Regions from separate parts of the Mus musculus genome. Here region 1 is linked to region 2. The links are chromatin contacts, called in public promoter capture Hi-C maps. All regions are on one chromosome and are shown on one strand. Each heading gives the region's core, a stretch centred on a gene start, on an enhancer-like site or on the middle of the called end of the contact. The rest is flanking DNA. Distances are from core to core; before and after follow the strand shown. Region 1 has its middle 19 kb from the start of Gm13584. Region 2 overlaps Dennd1a (DENN/MADD domain containing 1A).

Region 1 (5,416 bases), core at 1,116-3,615, 540 kb before region 2:
GCCTTGGGCCAGTCCTTTAACATCTCCATGCATCACACACATAGAGCAAGATCTAACTTAACTACCTTGACTCACTACAGCTGGCTCATCAGTGTGGTGCCTGACCTGCAGTAAAGCACTCAGCGTACAGTGATGTGTGCATGCACAGCTGTGTGATGCTGGCACGTTTTATTAGCCATGTACATCTCATCTTTCCAAAAAAAAAAAACCTCACTAAGGTATGTTTTGCACATTGTAAAATTCACAAACTTTGAGTATAAAAGTTAGTGAATATTAATAATTTTTCCCAGTAGCACCAACCCTTAGTTTTAGATGACTTCAACATACTTAAGATTTCTCAGGCCTTTTTACTATTGATCCTTTTTCTCACCTTCAGCCTCAGGTGACTAATTAGGGGTCCAATTGGGAGCAGTTAGCCATGTAATATGCTGTCTCAATATCTATATCTTTTGTGGAAACTTCTTACAAATCCAATAGTATATCAGCCAGCACCCTTTACTTAGCATGACACTGTTATAGCTCAGCCTTCAAGCAATGGGAATCTTGGGTCCTCTTCATGGCTAAGTAATATTCCATTGTGTGGCTATATCATTATATTTTGTCTATCCATTCATAGTGATGGCTATTTCCAGGTTTAGGAATTATAAACAATGCTGTTTATAATCATCACAGGAACCTTTGTATAAAAAATGCTTTCTTTCATCTTGGGTGACGACACCAAGGAGTGGCTGAATCATATGGTAGCTTTTTTTGTTAAACTTTTCTAAAAAATTATTTTGTCTATTATTATTGTTGTTGTTGCTAGAAGTAGTAATAGTAATGTATATATGAGAGAGAGAGAGAGAATAATGTATGCCTGAGAGAGCATGGTTGAATACGTGCCACATACTTGTGGAGGTCAAAAGACAATTCTAGGGAGTTGGTGCTCTCCTTCTATTTCAGGTTCCAGGATTTGAACTCAGGACATCAGGCTTGTAAAGCAGGTACATTTACTTTCTGAGTCATAACTCTCAGCCCTGTGTTGAACTTTTGGAGAAACTGCTTTCCAGAGTGGCTTGCACTAGTTTGCAGTCTTCCGAAGTGTCTGAGGGTCCTGCCTCCCCTTGTCCCAACACCCACTCTTCTCTGAAGTGCTGTCTCATCTCAGGTTTGTTTGTGTTAACGACTAATGACTAGATGACAAACCTTTCACGTGCCTATCAAGAGTCTCTTACTTTAGAGATGAGGAAAGAGCCAATAGCGTGCTATCATGAAGGCTACAGGAAGGGAAAACATCTCAGGGATGAACATTGAGGTGCCTAGATGGAGGGATCCAATTAGGGGCAGTTAGCCATATATAGCCATGGGTGTGAGGCTGGCTTAACACAGCACTGTCTGAGCTCAGTCAAGGCTGTGAGACCCACCTCTCAGGCCTCTGTAGGAACCAGGGGCTCATTCCATAGTCTCCAGAAGGCCACCTGACCCTGGTTAGAATGATCCCATCCCTACATATATGTGCCACATGCAATGTAGTAATCAAGAGCTCTGGCTTAGCTAGACATCACACCAATAAGTCACTGGGACCCAAGGGCAAGAGGAAGATCTGTTCCTACCTGCAAGAACCCCCTATAGCACAGGGAATCAGCCCTTGTAGGCCAGAGCTATGACAGTATATTTAGAGGACTTGGGTGTAGGTTGGTAGACCTCTTAGTTGGGATGGCTAAAGCTCTAAGTTCAATCCCCAACATTTTGAAAACAACCAACCAAACAGCAAGTAGATGGTGGGTACAAAGGACTTGGGGTGCAAGGCAGCATGGAGGATCCTTGTGTATTGGGCAGAGCCCTAAGTGGTTTCTGATGGTCTCAGCAGCCTTGTGACCTAAATCCAGCAGAAGATATTGACACTGTCCCACTGGACTCACGGCTATTCTCTAGTCACAAGCCCAAACACTCTGACCCTGCCCAGAAATACCTATGGTTAGAGCTTCTGGAACCTTCCCCACCGAACCTTTCTTCCCACCGACTGAGCTGTGCTACCAGAATCAGTGAAGTCTGTAGCCAACCAGCGCTGGCTGTGTTGTCTGAATTGTTGTAATTACATCATTTAGCTAGATAAAACACAAAGAAATGAACCCTGTATAACAAAAGGAATGTGTTGAGAAGAACTAAATCGAGTGCTTTGGAAAATTTGCAATAAGGACGGATTGCTAAAAATAAATCTGTTCGCTTGGGTTCGGGAGAGATTTGGGGTGGGAGGGAAGGATAACTTTTCAGGATTCCAAATTCCAATTGTTGCAACATATTCTTGTATGCAGCTCACAGGAGGAAGGATTGCCACACTGTGTGGAGCAGTCTACACACACAGACAGAGCCAGACCCTAGCCAAAACCCTTTAGCCTACAGTGATGGCTTTGGCCTACGCACTGGCTGAACGTTAGAATAAGCATTCTGGGCGCCTGTAAGTCTGGTCCTTTTTGTTGTTGTTTGTTTCTTCATTTGTATTTAAAGACTAGGCTGGCCCTGAATTCACAGAGATCTGCCTGCCTCTGCCAGTGCTGGGATTAAAGGCCTGCACTGCCAATGCCTGGCTCCTTTCCCTGAGCCCTTCCTTACTACTCTTGATTCCCTAGGCAAGTGCCCGGAACCTGTCAGGCAGCTGATGGGCTGGCTCTGCTGGGTTACTATGATGAATGTGAATGATGGCAAGCTGTGTGTTGAGTACATGATAGTGAGTCTGGGCGGGGAAAATGTGTGTGAGGTCGTGTTCAGATGCCTCCCTGGTCTCTCTGGCAGGGCTCCATCTCCACAGCTCTTTGCAGATAGATCTAAATAATCCCTGAGCATTACCACAGAGATCTGTACTCTGAGGAAGAGGCTGAACATGGCTGTGAGACCCCTATGATAGGCACGTGAAAGGTTTGTCATCTAGTCATTAGTCGTTAACACAAACAAACCTGAGATGAGACAGCACTTCAGAGAAGAGTGGGTGTTGGGACAAGGGGAGGCAGGAACCTCAGCACCGACCTTGCTCACCCTTCGACTTCTAAAGGCCCTGGTGATCCCAGGCCCTGCTCTTCAACACCCCAGAGGCTGTCCACACAGGCACCACCCATCTCTCCCCCTGTCCTGGGGCAATGGTGCACCAAGATCCTACTCTTCAGCTTTCCCATAGGCCAGAAAGGACCTGGAGTTGAGTGAAGCAGGGTAGGGCCCTGACTGAAGCCACCTGGCTTTACACTGTCATCAGGCACCTGGAATCCATGTCTGCTCTAAGGCTCCATCTACTCACCTGGGAGGTGGGAATGACAGCATCCACATTGAGAAATGCAGGAAAAGCTCACCTGGGGCCATACCACTTGTTCTGACCTTTAGCTCTGTGTATGTTTGGATATGTGACAAAACTATTCTAGTCTGTGTACCCTGCCCCAGTGAGAAAATAGTACCTATTTCACAGGAATACTGGATGAGCTAAGTATGTGAAGTAGTTACAACATAGCTCACAAGCAGCATCGGTACTGTGTGGAGGAGTTATTACATTTATTGTCATTTTCTTGTTTGAATTCTCAAGGTTTGCATTAGGCACAGGGTTCACCAGACCCTCCAAGCCTGGAGAGAAGGTGGCATAGGTACAGCCTATCAGCAGATGGGCTAGAGGGTCCTCACTCCCACTTTCCAGATGGGGTAACTGAGAGCTTCCAGGGGTCACTCCTACCAAGAGGCTAAGGTCCCAGAACATCTAAATCAGAGGGACCTTGAGGGCTGGGCCACTCCAGGGATGGGTCTATCTCTCCAAGGCCACAGTGGCTGTTCAGCACGGACCTCTGGGAACGCATGATCTTGAGTTGCTCAGAAAGAAAGGTGGATAGTGCCTGAAGAAGGACACCTGAGGTTGGCCTCCAGCCTTTACAGGCATGTGCATGCATACCTGCACACTCTCGCAGAGATGGCCATGATCAGTCAGAGAGCTCTCCTGCTCTGCTTTTCCTTTGTTTTTGTTGCTGTTTTGGAGCCAGAGTCTCCCTGTGAAGCCCTGGTAGAACTCCCTATGTAGACTGGGCTGGCCTTGAGTTCATAGAGATCTGCCTGCCTCTGACCCCTGGATTGCTGGGATTAAGGGTGTGTGCCTCCACACCTAGCTAGTCTACTTTTTCAAATCTAGAAACAATGTAGATATTTTCTGTGTGTGTTTTTAATTTTGGGATCAATAGTGTGATTTTATACTTATCATCTTTCAACTCATAGTTCTTTCCTAAGGTGGTGCTAACGAAGAATCCCAAATTGAACAGCTTCAACCCCAGCGCTGAGTTCTTTCATAGTTCAGGAGGTTAGAGGTCAGTTGCTAAGGTCAGTGGTAAGCGGGGGTCAGCCTCCCTCTGAGACTCAAGGCAGAATCCTTCCCGGTCTCTTCTACCATCCAGCAGCTATCAGAGCTGTGTCCCTTGACGATCTCTGCCTTTGGTGCTGTGTGGCATTTCCTCTGTCCATATCTGTGTCCAGATAGCCTGCTTCTTATAAGGACAGCAGTCATAATGACCAGCTAGTTTCTCTCCTCATGGCCTCTCACCTGAAAGGAGACAATTTCCAAATACAGCCACATCTACAGATACCTATAGTTAGAACTTCAACGTATGGAATAGTGTGTGTGTGTGTGTGTGTGTGTGTGTGTGTGTGTGTGTGTGTGTAGTGCATGTACATGCATGTGTGGACGTTCACTCTCATGTGCACCCTCTCAGAGGACAGAGCATGTTGTCAAGCACCGTTCTCTGTTATTCTCACTGCCTTGAGGCAGGTCTCACACTAACAGGAAGCTTGCCATTTCAGCCAGCCTGGCCGATGAGCTCTGCCACCTCCACCCTCTGATGCTGGGGTTATATAGGTTTGTGCAGCCGTGCCTGGCTTTTCTGTTGGTGCTGAGGATTTGAACTCAGAATCTCATGCTTTCCAAGCAGGCGCTCTTACCAACCCCAGCACACAACCCTTTTAAAATTCAAAATTAAGAGCCAGGTAAGTCAGCCAGTGAGTAAGACTGACGGTTATACAATCTTGATAACCGAGTTCCAGCCCCAGAACCTGTGTAAAGGTGAAGAGGAGAACCAATTCCTGGCCTCTGAGATCTTGGCAGCTGACAGCTAACCTGTCCTATGATCCCCACACATTAGCCAAGGCACATGTGTACCCCCCCCCCTACACACACAAACTGAATTTTAAAAGAAAATAAGAGTTTGTGTCGGTGGCATACACCTCTAATCCCAATACTTGAGAGGTAGAGGCAGGAGGACTAGAAGTTCAAGATCAGCCTCGCTACCTAGTGAATTAGAAGCCAGTTGGGCTATATAAGACTCTGTCTCAATAAAACTAAAAACCAAAACAAACAAAAGCCCTAAGTGTGGTGGTACATACATGCCTATGATCCCAGCACTCGGAGGGCAGAAGGAAC
Region 2 (4,942 bases), core at 1,249-3,748:
TGTGAGACGCATGCCCACAGGAGATACATCTGTTCCTGACTCCATCTCTCACAAACCTCAAGCATTTGTTCTTGTGTTTTTCCCTACTTGCTTGTTTTGACCATGAGCCACATACATGGGGTGGTTTTGTTTTGTTTTGTTTTGTTTTGTTTTGTTTGTTTGTTTGTTTGTTTATCTTTTCGAGACAGGGTTTCTCTGTATAGCCCTGGCTGTCCTGAAACTCACTTTGAAGACCAGGCTGACCTCAAACTCAGAAATCCACCTGCCTCTGCCTCCCAAGTGCTGAGATTAAAGGCGTGTGCCACCACCGCCCAGCTTATTTTTATTTTTAATCGTGTTAGTATTTCCTGTGCTTAAACTCTAGTTCCCATACTGGATGAGTGGCTACCAGCAGAGATGCGCAGGTCAAAACTGGCAGAAAATAGAAGCCAGGGTGTCTTCTAAAATGAAATTTAGGAAATGGTGCTATAAGAACCTAGCAACTGCTTTGTTTCAACCTGGAAAGGTGATGGACCCTGAGGCCTGGCCCTGGTAAAGTATAGTGGGGTTCTGAGTCTTGTGACAGGTAAAGCTACTGTTCTTTTACTGGTAGCTGTCACCAGGCTGCTGAGGTAAATAATTATAGAGAGCAGAAGAAAGGCCTGGGAAGGGAAAGAAGAAAAACAGTCTCTGCCATCAAAATGCAGAAAATGAAATCTCTGCCGCTCCTTTAAGGGATTTTTTTTAAGCCTTTTACCTTAGTATTTGTTTTCATGGCCATTATATTTTTCAACTTGATGATCCCATTTTTTTCTTCGTTTTTCTAGTAATCAGAGAAGGTGATTCATGGTGGACTGAAATCAAGCATAGACCCGGCTGGAAACAGAAAGGGAATCTTAACTTAAATTAATTTTTCATGCAGGCAAAAGATCATGCAAAAATGGGAATAAAGGAGGTGAAAAACCGCTTGAAGCAAAAGGTACTTGAAGTTCTTATTCAAAATGTATAAGCACCGTGTATGAAATGCGTGGCCACAAAAAAGTAGGATGTGATCAATAGAAGGCTGTTTGATACAGTGTTGTTAGCACACTTCAAAATGCATTACCAGCTGTCCGGGAGTTTCACACTGTTATAAATATTCACAGACAAAAAAATGTCTTCAAATAACATTAAGACTCTTTGTGGGCTTAAACCCACAAAGGCGAGTGAGTTCAGAGTTACCACTGTCTCCCAACCCACCCCACCAGGCCTGGGATTTGCAGGAACCCAGCAACACTGGCTCCCTCATACATACTCTCCACCATCCCGGTGTCACTCTGTTCCTACAGCCACCCTGCCTACGCTCTGGTCTAACTTAAACCCAAAAGCATACCCAGAGAAAGGACCACCCTGTTTCCAAGCAGATACACACAATGAGCAAGCAGGAAGGGAATACCATAGGTCTCCCCCAACGCTGCACAGAGCAAGAGTAGCCTAGCCTATGCATAAGGTACATGCAAGCAAGCAGAGGCTCGGATTGTCTCTATGGTCCATCAAAAAATTTGCATGTAGTGGCTGTGGCTGGAATTTCTATAACTTGGGTCCCAGGGGGGTACAGCTGTGTAACCAGAGCCGGGCAGTGGTGTGCGTGTAACACCATTGTAGCATGCCTGCCAATACTGTGATTGCCACTCCATGTTCAAGATGAGCCAGAGTAGAAGCTGTCACCCCAAATCCCTAGAACAAAGCTGTGAGTAAAGAGACTAATTCACAGGTGAGGTAATTCGCCCAAGGCCACATTGTATGAGCCTAGCAAAGACAGGATTAGATGTCAGATCTGTTGACCTCTGCTGTCAGAATACTTCCACTCTGTACCGCCTACTGCTTCCCCCAAACGTGTATTTTCTTTTGCAAAAGATATCTGGGGCCATTTCCCCCAAACCCCTAATTGTACCACTATCTAGGCAGTGTGTGTTGGTTCTGTTTTAATTGAAAGCAGTTTCAACTTTATAAAGTTGGGGAAATCCTCATTAACTTGAAATGGGTCGAAGGAATTGATTCCTTTCTTTTAATTGGAAAATAATTTGCTCTTACTAAGCATTTAAATTCCCGCTTTGGCTGACAATGAATTCTTAACAACTGAGGTTCTCATCCTGTGCTACAAACCATGTAACACAATCCACAGACTGCATGGCAGTCTGCTCACCCTGGCAGACAATGGCAGGTGGGACTCTACATAGATATTATCTGAGTCACTGATGATACCTTTCATCCCCTGTCCCAGTCGCGTGGAGATGAATTACATGTGTCCAGGCGGGGGCTCCCCACCCCCCAGCGTCTAAATTGTAGGCTATGATTATTTGGTATAATGCCTGAAATAAGCAAAGGTGGGGTCCCTCCTCAGGTGCCAGACAAAAGGCCTCATGGGTCTCCTTGCTCCTGCTGACCATGAAGCCAGAGACTGCCATCAGAGTTCCTTCCCCGCTCACAGTCTCTCTACAGCAGCTAGCAGAGCTCAGCTTTTTTCCTGTGTTTACCTAAAGGCTCATTTACACAGTCTAGAGCATGTTCCCTACACACAGTCCACCTTTCCTTCCTTCACAGACTGTAAAGAGTTTTCCCCTCCCCCCATCCTCAGCCTGCACCAGTCTTTTCAAGAATAGCTTCAGGAGATAATGTTCTACAGAGTCAGTGTCTCTCAGGTGACACAAATGGTGAAGGCATTTTATAGAAATGTGGCTTGTCACCACTGGACTGTTGACAGATCTATTAGTGCACCCTTTTCAATTTTCACTTTTCCCCCCTTGGCTCTTACAGATTTCCACAGACTTGATATTTCACAGTTGTTCTTGGAAGAGCTGTTTTGTAATTGAAACCCCAGCATTGTTCAGTACATACAGGCCCCTTGTCTCTGGTACTCTCCAGCTCTTTTTCTTGAGCTAATTTAGGATTTAGCTTCTCCTGACCTATCTCACTGTAGTGGAAAATATTTCCTTGGCTTTTTTCTCCCCTTCCATCCACCCGCTTCATGCAATATGGAACCTGTCTCTATGACTCCCCATACACCTAACACAGGCATCAGAAGTTTGGTTTCTACTATAAAATTGAGGCAGTCGCCAGCAAAGACCCAATTTTCCAATGTGCTGGGTTGCCACCTGGCCTCCTCTAACTCTGCATAGCAATGGTGACCTCGCACACATAATCAAGAACCCAATCTTGCCCTCTTTGCTCTTGCCTTGGGTTTGAATTGCAAATAGAGAATGTGGGGCCGACCTATGAAGAGGTCACCACCATGTGTGGAGAGTCCATCTCTAATATAACTGAGCAAGGCCCCTTTTCCATCCCTTGTTCATCTGTGATAGATTTTTCAAAGCCTCTGAAATAGCTTTCAGGGAATCTGTGACCATTGGCAAGTGATTGTTCGTAGATCCTATAGTGCTGCTTTATTCCATGCCTGCTCTGCTTCATCCCTAGAACAAAAAAAAAAAAAAGATGGAGAACATTATTTCTCTGGATAAATGGCACAAAGGGGCCAAGTTCTGCTGTAGCCTAGCCTCCTTTGAAGTTCAGTTTGCTCAGAGTTAGGAAGGAGAAATGACAGGGATTCCAGCCGTAGCTTCCTAAGCGAGACAGTGGCACTTCCCTAGGAGTATGTCCCCACCAGGCTTGACCTGCAGAAGAATATTGCCAAATTGCGTTCTGTTTCCCTGGTTCAGGCTGTCTAGAGAATGCACTTTTGGGCTAGAGAGCTCAGCCGTTAAAAGCTAGACTTACAACCAAAAATATAAGAGAATGCACTTTTAATCCAGTAGCTGCACACTTTCTCTTTACCTGTAGGGGGCACTAAAAACTTCCTACCCTATGGTGGCCTCTTGAGTTGTAGTTCTGTCTTCCTCCTTCCTCCTGTGTGACCCTTCAGAAAGGAGTGACCCACCCCTCCCTGAAGCTCCTTGTTTTGCCTTTTAAAATGACATTTAGAAAGACAAGTTGTCCTTGCCCCCATCTCCCACCCCCGTTTGCCAACAAATTGTATGTTTATTGTATGTGTATTTGAGTGCCCTTCAGAAATCCCTGATTTTTTTCCCCTAGTTTCAAAATGCTTAACCAAATGGGCCCATTTCATAGCCATTTGGAGAGTTTGTAAATCACTGTTCTTTAAACGACAAGTTGAGCTTGATTAGTGTCTGTGATTGAAAGGAGCAAACTCACAGTTGGCTTGACTTTCCAGCCAAACGCTCGCAACCGTAATGAAGGGCGTGAGCAAGCATGTGGGGGCAGGGAGAGCAGGTAGACTCATAGAACAGACATTTTCACACCGTATCACACAGCTGTCAGCTCCCTGACTTTAGACACATTAAAATATGCTGCAGCCTCAATCACCAAGACTCCAATTTTGGCTACTGATTTAGTATCAATATTCATATTTTAATTTACATTCGCTGTTATGGGAAGTAGACTGGAATAAGACAGGTACAACACAAATCTCAAAGTGGAAATAACTTCTCTCACAGGAAATGAGAAGGCACTGGCCTTAACCATACACACCCACTCCACCTCCAGGGCCCTCTCATGGGGATGTGGCATTTAAGCTTTGGAGGTCAATCAGAAGATTCAGTCTGGTTGTGTAGGATATTAACTGTGTGGCCCTGGGGGAGTTACCAACCATCTCTGTTTTCCTCATCCATAAACTAGGAAGCATCTTAGAAGAGGTGAGGTGTTTTAACAGTAGTACTTAGTAGCAGCTCCATGAATGGGAATATATATTCTCTCCATTTCATACCTAGAACAAGACAGTCTGCCCAAACACCATGGGACCCACCTCCTATAGGTTGTTCCCACAGCCACAGGAGGAATTTTTCCAAACCATTTCTTTGGTTAAAGCTGACCTCAGCCTGCTCAGCAGAAAGTGAGGTACTCTATGCATTCTTGAAATGCTAGGCCCTACTCCCAACTACAGTTGTGAATGCCTCCCGTGGCTTTGCTT

The links. Capture Hi-C pulls out chosen DNA fragments and counts their contacts.
Region 1: a contact with region 2 is called in a promoter capture Hi-C map of adipose tissue, with 2.9 times the contacts expected there. The contact joins two enhancer-like sites. A contact is called at or near these places in 1 of 15 datasets of contacts at CTCF or cohesin (large pre-B cells), 2 of 484 Hi-C or Micro-C datasets (Th2 cells and bone marrow-derived macrophages), 8 of 115 datasets of contacts at active chromatin or transcription factors (embryonic basal ganglia, embryonic forebrain, embryonic hindbrain and 5 more) and 2 of 9 other capture datasets (adipose tissue and embryonic stem cells).

Annotation. Positions count from the first base shown.
Region 1 is chr2:38,384,985-38,390,400 of GRCm38.p6, reverse strand. No RefSeq gene overlaps it. Among named protein-coding and RNA genes, the nearest start is that of Gm13584, 19 kb to the right of the region's middle. Within about 2 kb of position 2,365, at least 8 of the 459 cell types and tissues checked have an H3K27ac peak or open chromatin away from gene starts, as enhancers often do. A contact at or near this core is called in adipose tissue, where this site is marked.
Region 2 is chr2:37,848,412-37,853,353 of GRCm38.p6, reverse strand. It overlaps Dennd1a (DENN/MADD domain containing 1A), which reads left to right. Exons shown (of 23, transcript NM_001362973.1): 18 at 902-958. Among named protein-coding and RNA genes, the nearest start is that of Crb2, 75 kb to the right of the region's middle. Within about 2 kb of position 2,498, at least 8 of the 459 cell types and tissues checked have an H3K27ac peak or open chromatin away from gene starts, as enhancers often do. A contact at or near this core is called in adipose tissue, where this site is marked.